2 separate regions of the Mus musculus genome follow, and region 2 is linked to region 1. Evidence: chromatin contacts called from public Hi-C data. All regions are on one chromosome and are shown on one strand. The core of a region is the stretch at or near the end of the contact, and the rest is flanking DNA. Distances in the headings are between cores, read along the strand shown.

Region 1 (4,875 bases), core at 2,247-4,746:
CCCTTGTTCCTCAATTTTGAAATGGTAAGACATATTTGCTATATTATTGTCTGCTGGAAGTGTATCATTTGATTTTTTGTTTCTAGAAAAGGTTACATTCAAAGAGATTGTAACCTTGACTCCCAGAATATACTTTGAACATTTAAACACTATTGAAACTGTGAAAACCTATAAGGACTTTTGAAATCAAGCTAGATGAATTTTTTGTCCATGAGTCTATGGGAGCCAGGGAATAGAATGGTAATGCTTTTTGACCAATGTTCCATAGACTCAGGCATTTGAATAGTAGATCTCCAGTTGATGGCACTGTTTGGGCAGGTTTAGGACACCAAGCCCAACCATAGATCTTAGATCCACAATTTGTCCTGCCAGCAAGATCTGCAGAGGTGAAAGATGGAGTAGAACTTAAGGGAAGGGCCAACCAGTGACTGGTCCAGATTGAGACTTATGCCATGAGAGGGAGCCCATTCCTGACACTGTTAATAATGCTCTGTTCTACTTATAGACAGGAGTCTAGCATAACTGTCATCTAAGAGGCTCTACCCAGCGACTGATACAAACAGATGCAGAGACACACAGCCAAACATTAAGTGGAGCTTGTGGAATTCTGTGGAAGAGGGGGAAGAAGGATTGAAGGAGTCAGAGGGGTCAAGGACACCACAAGAAAACCTATAAAATCAACTAACATGGACCCATAGGGGTCCACACAGACCAAACTGCCAAAAAAAAAAAAAAAAAAGCATGCATAGAATGGATCTAGGCCCTCTGCATATATGTAACAGATGTGGGACTCCTAACAGTGGGCACCATCTCTGACTCTGTTGCCTGCCTCTGGATCCCTTTCCCCTACCTGGGCTGCCTTGTGTAGCCCGATAGAAGATGGGCCTAGTCCTGCAACTTGATATGCCAAGACTGATTGATATCCATGGGAGGTCTCCCTTTTTCTGAGGAGAAGGGGAGACAGTGTGGATGGGGCGTGGGGGGGGGGGAGAAGGGAAGTTAAGAGGGAGGGACCAGGAGGAGAAAAGGTGGGGGATAGCTATGACAGGGTGTAAAATAATTAAATAACTTAATTAATAATAAAAAAGCTTGCTCATTGAATATATATATATATATATATATATTGCTGACATTTTATTGTGATTAATTTGGATTATATAGGAAGAGAAGCAAAAAAACTGAGTAATAAGGGACTATAATAAAGGTTTAACCAGGAGTTTAAAATTGAAAACAAAGCAAAACAAAAACAAAAAACAAAAACAAAAAAAACAAAACAAAACAAAACAGAAGCACAGCCCTATTAGAAGTCCATCACTGAAGACAGGCTTTGAGCAGTCAAAGTCTCATTCACCTTCCAGTGTGCCTGAGGTTGAGGGTGTGTTTTCTCAGCTTCCTGTTCCTGCCATCATGTCTGCTAGTTGTCCTAATGCCTTCCTGCCATGCTGGACTCTTGTTCCCCTGGAACCCTAAACTGAAGCCAACTCTTCTAGAAGCTCCTTTTGATTATGGTGTTTCATTGCAGCAACACAAGGAACTAATACGACTAGGGTGTAGGATCTCAGGATTATATTACTACTGATGTTCTTCCTTAACATACTTTTAAAGTGCATGCGGCATCCATCTATGGTTAATTAAAACAACAACAACAACAACAACGAAAACATGTACACCAAGTTACAGTCAATTTCCAAGATGGGGAAGATTAGGTTTGGCACTACACACTGCACTTGATTTTATTAAAATAGTGATGAGATCAGGGTATATGTTCCATCAGTAAAGGGCTTGCTGCACAAACAAGACCCAAGGTCAGATCCCTAGCAATTTTTCATATTTGGATCATGACTTCTGTCTTACAGTGATTTTTAAATACAACCCCATATAAATCCTGTTCTGCTATTTGATACCACTTGTATAACTACCTTTTGTGGAAAAAAAGAACTTTCCCCATAGTCTTACAAAATATTGACTAGTAGAGAATGGAAACAAACTTGCCAAATGTCATTTCATTCTGTGACTCTTTCAGAAATCATTGCATCATTCCCATTTAAAAAAATAAAAAAAACCTCTGCTTATAAAGAAGGCACAAAGATTATTATTTCAATCTTACATAGGTTAGTGATCCATTTAATATTTAAAAAGCTAATGTTTCATATTTTGATATGCTACATATTAGTTTGTGTCCAAGTGTCTGTATTAGCAGCAGGAACTCTGAAGCTTCTTATTTTAATTAAGAAAATATTTTCAATATTGTTCTACAGTTTATATAAACAGTGAGAAATATTTTGCACTTTAAAAATGTGGGTTAAAACAAAACTAGGTAATGTTTCTTTTATTTGAGCCAAGAAAAATAGTACCACGAATCCTTTTCTCATATTGCTGTGTGGAAATAGTTTTCCACCTAAAACCCCTGGCTCTCTCTTTTTCTTATAAAATGTATGCATGCAAAGATGCTAGTGTGAGATACGTTTCCAGGCACATTTATTCTAATGGTGAAGCTGGCTTATTTTGTGACACATTTTATATTTCCATGACAAACCGAATGCTTTTTGTCCACCAGTGATGTAGAATAATTAATCAGAGCCATCCTGGGAGGAGGACCCATCCCATTCTGTGTTGGTTTGTAAAACATCCCTGGGTGAGAGGCCTCTCAGCAGGCTCACTCACGTTACCTGTAATTTTTCACATGTGTATAGTTCATCACTAGTGACACTCTGGCTTTCAGATCAGTCATCTCTTAGAACTTAAAATTGATATATCAGTCTCAGCATAAAATGCTATCATTCCCGTGGACCAACTGTTTACCGGAGTATAACTCCTCCTGTGTCTCATTTCATCACACTGTTCCACACAGTGATGTTTCAATGTGAAATGAAGTTTTTTCATGCTGTGCCCCTGAGTAGAAAAAAGACAGAAGTACATGTATGATAAATGGTGAAGATTCCGTGATAACCCTTGGAAAACAATATAGTGTAGAAGCATTCTGTATTATATTTGCTTTAATAATTTAAGGCATAAATGTGGCTTTTAAACTTTTATAACAAATACGATTTATGCAGCAGTGAGAAATGATCAATTATATTTTCTGTGAATCACTTCATCTTCCATCTTATACAGAAATTAACAGCACGCTACTGCTGTTGAATTGCCATGGTGGAATATTTGTGTAGGCTACGCTATTAGTAAAATGTAAAATCACCATCATGTTGTTCAACTCTATGTCTTTAATTACAGTTTTGCAAGAGAAAGGATTTACTTTAAATTTTTATTAAGTCTATTCACTTTGTCTATGTGGGGCTGGGGACCGAATTCTGGCTTTTAATAGCAACAACAGAATTTAGGAAAAACATCTTGTTGAATTCCCTTATGCCTGAAAGACACTGTCGTGTTTGCATTCTTTCTTGGCACAAAGTGCATTTTCTTTGTGGCTCTGAGTGTCGCCTGGCTGTGGCATCGGCATCCCACTGATTATTACGAGGGCTGATTCAACGGCTTTGGCTCACTGGGCTGGGTTCTGTAGACTTCCTTCACAACCCTAAAAGCTGTGCATTGGCAGAAGATGATGACATCCCTGGGGAGACTAGAACCACTTAATTTTTGTCAAAATGGAAATGAGTTTTTCCTTTTAGCACATCTTGATTTGATCTGATAGGTTATTTTAAAAATGGAAGGCAAGATTGTTTCACCAAAAATGGATGCAAACAATGTTTTAAATTTGATATGGCATTGCAAATACTCAACGTTTTCCAGAGAGAACATTTTTTAGTTTACATTTGAAATTCTTACCTTTTTATTTTCACTATTGTACTGTGTATGCTTTAGATTATTTCACTGTGTGCTTTTGAGATGATGTCTAAGCACTAAGCCACAGCCACAAGATATATGATGAGTTGTTTAACTAAAGGTAGAGTGATTACAAAGAATTCTGAAGGTTGAAACATACTTTATAGTATGAGTTTTGAAAATAGATTAACTAACAGGTGATTATTTCCATCCTGTTGAAAGTATAAGAAATTCAGTAATGACTAAATGACTTGCTGGCGCCTCTTCATTGTGCCTGTGCATGTGTTGGATATGCACAATCATGTAAAAGAAAATAGTTCAAAACTGTGAGCATAACAGACATTTTCATTTGGAGACTAAAATTCTGTTGTGTCTACATTTGTTCAGCAGGTGAGATATTTTGGTAATACTACTATGGCATACTGAAATATTGCTAGAAAACTAAAAGTAATCTGCTTTTATGCTTTGTATTAGCTTAAGGATCTATTACCCAAATAAAATAAATTTGGTGTTATGTTTTCATGTTTAATTAGCCTTGGGAAGAAGGTATGTTCAATAAAAATATATCAGGAATTATACTCATCCCTTTGTGTACTTGTATTATTTTAGGAGAAATTTCAACAGCAGCCTTATTTTCAAAGCTCAGTTCAAGTTGACTTTTCATTACTTGAATAATAGTGTTCTTATGTGTATAGTAAGATGTGTAGTTTTCCTCAGTTTCACAATCCTCCCTGCTACCAATAGCCCACTTCAAGTGGGACATTTATTACAAATGATTAACCCAGTATTTTGTATTCTGTAACAGTATTTTATATTCTGAAATATGGATTTCATTATCTAGCTATTGTTTTAGGAAGCTTTCAAATGCTTACTTAAAGGAGTTTCACAGTTATTCTAGAAGTTTAGGTGGATGGGTTGGTCCTCCAGTTCTAACAAGTATGGAGCCTGAGGCTAGAGGTTATCTTGAGCGTAGGGTTTCAAGACCACTTTGTAAAACAGAAAACAGACATCTCAAAAGGGGAAAAGAGAACATGAACGTGGACTAGAGTCCTTTTCCATGTTAATCTGGTGAAGAAGAGTTAGAATAACAAAACC
Region 2 (4,489 bases), core at 1,358-3,857, 160 kb before region 1:
AAGTAGACAAGGAACGAAGGGAGGGAGAGTAGAAGGGCAGACAAGCAGATAGACCACCATTAAAAGTTATTGAATATGCTGATACTAGATCACTATATGAAAACATAAATGCAGTCATTCTATAGTCATATCCTGTATGCACTTTGCCCATGGAACCAATGTCCAAGATAAATAGATTAAAAACAACAACAACAATAACAACAAAACTTATTAAAATTTATTCACAATTTTGGCAACTGCAAGGTGGCAAAAGTAAAGCTGTACATTTCCCCAGTGGGTGTGGAAGGGTGGAAAACATTTTCCTTGAGACCTGGGCCAGAGCCTTCTCAGACCCCATCACAGGATCCTTTTCCTTTCCTCCCCCTTGCCCATCAATCCTGACCAAGGAGTTCCGAGCCCAGGAGGTGGCAGACAGAATTCCACGGCCATTCTCTTGCAGCCCATTCATCTTTTCTTTCCCCTTCACACACTTCTCCAGCTCCTTAGTTGATCTTGAACAACAACAACAACAACAACAACAGCAGCAGCAGCAAAACAGGCAGATAACAACAACAAAGAAACACAGAAGTCCTGCATGCTCCAACCACCTCAGTAAGGGAGATAAGCAAAGATGTGTTCTTCCCTTCTCTTGGGATGGTACATACCTCCAACCCTAATGCCTGTCAGAGCACACAGATAAGCCTGTTCTGTCAGACCTCAAACTCAATTGACATTTTATACTTGCAGTGGGGAGTGAGTGCGAAACAATAGGAAGTACAGACAAAGGGACGGCTAGAAGGCTTTCAAGAATTCAGAGTTGTGAAGCTTCCAGGATTCTTTTTCCCACCCCCCTCCCATTTGTTTGGGCACTGCTGGCTATGGAACCTCATAGGTGCTTGAGCAGGGGACACAGAGCTGGCTGATGTCATAACTGGATCAAGCTCTCCACAGTCCAGGATGTGACTTAGAGAACAGCATCTGTGCTCTAATGGCTGTCAGAAGACACCAATGTTAGTCATATTTAAAAAGTTTATGGGCACAGGATAAATAAAGTACAAGAACAAGTATTATACAGGCAAACACCCAGTGGGTCTAAAGAGTTGAAGGTATTTGATATGCTGGTTATGAAGTTCTGCGGGGGGGGGGGGTGCAGATATTCATAGAGATGGAGAGCAAAGCCTCTGTAAGTGATGTGAAGGGAGCACTGGGCCTTGCTCCTAGTCTGCCGCCCTCTCTAGGGAAGGAGGAGCTGCTTCCCAATCCTAGCTGAGATTTAAAGAAACAAAAACACCAAGAGAAAGAGAATGGTAGCAAAAAAGGAGAAAGGAGTGTTGTCAGACTTGTCCAGTTCACAAAAAAATCTGAAATAAATGACAAATAAATCTGGGGGGGGGGGGGGAGCAGGGAAGGGAAACGTTTTTGCTCAAAAGAAAGTCCCTAGGAACTCAGTTTAACAACCTGAGCCCGAGGCTGGGGGATAACTCTCTGGTAGACTCTTGCCTACATCCCATGAAGCTTTCTGATTATCCCCAGTGCCACCAAAAAATAGACACATTGGATAGAATAAAAGCTGGACCAACAACTCTTAGTATGAGAAACCCCTACTGCATTGTCTTCTAGTCCTCCCTTCCCAGAATCCAGTGGAAAAGTCTCCCTCCTGTCCCACAGACTCCACAATTTCTATCCAATACAGTAACCAACCATCTTGGCCAGAATGGGGTTGTTTTTCTTACTACTAATAAAACCCAGTATCTTTCGAATGCATCGCCAGTGAACCGGTTGCTGAGTTACAACGGGGTCCAAAGTCAGCTTAGTTTACATGGACAGTTGGGAAGCAAAGAACTTGTTCTCATGGGCAAGCACTAACCTTGCTGCCATGGCAAGTAGAACCTTTGAGGGACTTTTAAAACTGTCCCTCCTCATCCAATACTCCTTTCTCTTCTGTTTCAAAACATCTAGTTTTGCCTTCCACCCAATCCAACATAAATGAAATAAAAATGTTTGGCCGGTCACTAATCGCCTTTAATTTTTCATTTGCTTGTTACAGATGTTGCTTGCAAGGTAATCTTGCCCTGCGCAGCTGAGCGCCCGCATCTTGCGCCTGCGACATCAAAGGGCTCTCTCACAAAGCAGTGTTTCTTCGCCACGGTGCATCTTCATGGTAAGTTAGGATTTCTATGGCAATGGGCAAGTCTCACTGAAATCCTGAAAGGCCGATCCTGGAGCCCGTCCAGGCTTTTCATTAAGGACATAATATTTACGTCTAACAGGCCTTTTTTCTTGTGTATACAAGTATATATTTTTGTTTGACGCGGACTAAATCATTTTCATTTAATTTCCGGTAAACAAAACCCACGCGAATGGGCACTTGTTCCCGATCATAATAAAAATGGATAATAATGCGAGGGAAGAAAAGGGCCGCTTGAATCGCCGCTCAGCTCTCTTTGTTTCTGCTTTCTGCGGTGATCAGAGGGCGTATTTGGGTTTGATGGCGAGTTTCTAAAGGCGAGGAAATGGTTTGTAAGAGGGAAAAGAAAAGGAGAAAGGTCCAATCAAGCTCGGGTTGTTCAAAGAGTCGCGTTTTGGGGTTGAAAGTGTGAGTTTGACGGTGCATCAGCATGCCGCGTTAGGCTCGCCATGGAAATGCGCGCGGGGAGCGGCCGCTTCAAAGGCGGCACACTTCACTGCGGACACTCTATTAAGATACATTTGCGCTGACCTTTGCTTTCACGCCATTTAATACTGTCACTGTGCTCTCCAGTATATACTTCCTCCCAGGACCTGTCTTGCCAGTGTTTAGGGGTTCACTATACATCCTAATGTAGCGGGCTTTGGCACCCGGGATTCTTTCAAGAAAGGGAGGAGGAACCGGACCCGAACATCTTGACAGCGCCCATAGGCTCCAGAGTCAGAGTAAATGACTAGGGCATCCTGAGAAGCTTACCAAGGGAGCATCCCCAGTTGAGTTGTGTGCAACAGAATGAGGATTTAAGACGAAGGTGGCCAACTTGGGGGAAGTATGGGAACTGTTAACTATGCCTCGGGGACAGTTAGTTTCCCTGTGTTCCCCAGAGGTGCCATACTGCTTCCTAACCCTAGAAGTCTCTCAGCCCCTTAAGCTTTTCCTCTGACGTGCCACTGTGTGGTATCCTTAGGTCTGGGCTGGCTTTTGGGTACAAACTGAAAAGCCCAAGGCCAAGGGGATGGGGAAGATGGCAGCAAAGTTAGAAGTCCATGTTCCCTTAATTGTCTTGTTGTTTATTTTATCCAAGTACCCTAGTGAATAGGGGAAAAATAAACACGGTGGAAAAAAATCAAACAGTAGAGTCTTCTTTAGTGCCCGTCCTTGTGGTTGAATAAAAAGGATGGTCTGCCTTCTATTGAGCTGAGAAATCTTTGAAGTGGGAGTTATTATCTGAGACATTCCTGCTTGTCGTCCTAACAACGCTGGTGAAATGTAAAAGGTTCTTTGTCAGCGATTTGTTCTCCTCTCTGTCAAACTCACTTTGCCCCATTGGTTCCAAACCATTGCTAAAGAGATAAAATCAAATTTCTTTAAAAAGAAAAAGAAGAAGAAGAGAAGAAAAGAAAAGAAAAAAGACCCCTACACTCCACCAGTAGATAACTTTAGGAATAAGTTTTGCTATGAGGGACCCTCCCTCCCCCAAAGCAACAAAAAAAAAAAAAAAAAAAACAAAGCAAAACAAAACCCACAAAACCATTGTGTAGTTTCAGTCCTGGTGATGTGTGTAGATGTGGGAAGGCCGTTTGCACAAACACTGGTACTTTAGGTAATGCAAGAAGGAAAGAGGTAGAGGGTGAGTGTACCAAGTCGATGCTCTGGATGGTCCTGTGACCGTGCATTCTGTCCTTGCCTGCATCCCATCCACCCAGATTTACTAACTGGATGAATTTTGCTGGAGATCACTTCAGCTCCAAATAGTCCCACTTGGGATATTTGGAACTTAAGCCTGAATACAGGTAATGTTAAAGCTTTCCCCTTTTCCAAGAAACTTCTGGTATAAATAGATCCACTGTGTTTCCTAACCATTAGCAGCAATCAGCACACCGTTTCTGTCATTTAATCTAAAGGATGGTAGCATAAGGGAGAGAAACATTTTAATATCCCCCCCCCTTTTTTTTCCTAATCATCTTGGAGTTCAGAAGGTTTGGTTTACATGATAGTGGGGAAAAAATGCATGCACGTGCCTCCTCCCTCCCTATGTGCACTTCTTCATTTTATAGTGTGCCTAGAATGGAAACTTTGCCCCTGGTCAGGTTTTCTAGACCTCCTATTGTAGTTTTAAAGGTGATGAAAATAGATAAGGATGTTCCCATCACCCTGCTCCCTGTGCTTACTAAATGATTTGTGAAGAACTGTCCCCAAGTTGTAACCCATGTACTCCCTTAGAGTTGCTGCAAAATGTCTCTTATATTGATGTTGTTTGTTTACCTGACTCTCCATATGTCTGTTTGTATTGCCAATTTATGGGGAAAATGTAATGATTGC

Evidence for each region. Hi-C and Micro-C count contacts between places; a contact is called where the count stands out from the background.
Region 2: a Hi-C map of cerebellar granule neurons shows a contact between it and region 1, with 3 times the contacts expected there. The contact joins two enhancer-like sites. A contact is called at or near these places in 4 of 484 Hi-C or Micro-C datasets (brain, cerebellar granule neurons and cerebellum), 1 of 115 datasets of contacts at active chromatin or transcription factors (embryonic hindbrain) and 2 of 9 other capture datasets (adipose tissue and pancreatic islet).

What each region holds. Positions count from the first base shown.
Region 1 is chr9:91,542,120-91,546,994 of GRCm38.p6, forward strand. All of the region lies in intron 2 of Gm29478 (a long non-coding RNA gene), which reads left to right. Among named protein-coding and RNA genes, the nearest start is that of Gm29478, 140 kb to the left of the region's middle. Within about 2 kb of position 3,497, at least 3 of the 459 cell types and tissues checked have an H3K27ac peak or open chromatin away from gene starts, as enhancers often do. A contact at or near this core is called in cerebellar granule neurons and cerebellum, where this site is marked.
Region 2 is chr9:91,384,509-91,388,997 of GRCm38.p6, forward strand. It overlaps Zic4 (zinc finger protein of the cerebellum 4), which reads left to right. Exons shown (of 3, transcript NM_001374749.1): 3 at 2,027-4,489. The coding sequence ends at 2,027. Among named protein-coding and RNA genes, the nearest start is that of Zic4, 8.8 kb to the left of the region's middle. Within about 2 kb of position 2,608, at least 10 of the 459 cell types and tissues checked have an H3K27ac peak or open chromatin away from gene starts, as enhancers often do. A contact at or near this core is called in cerebellar granule neurons and cerebellum, where this site is marked.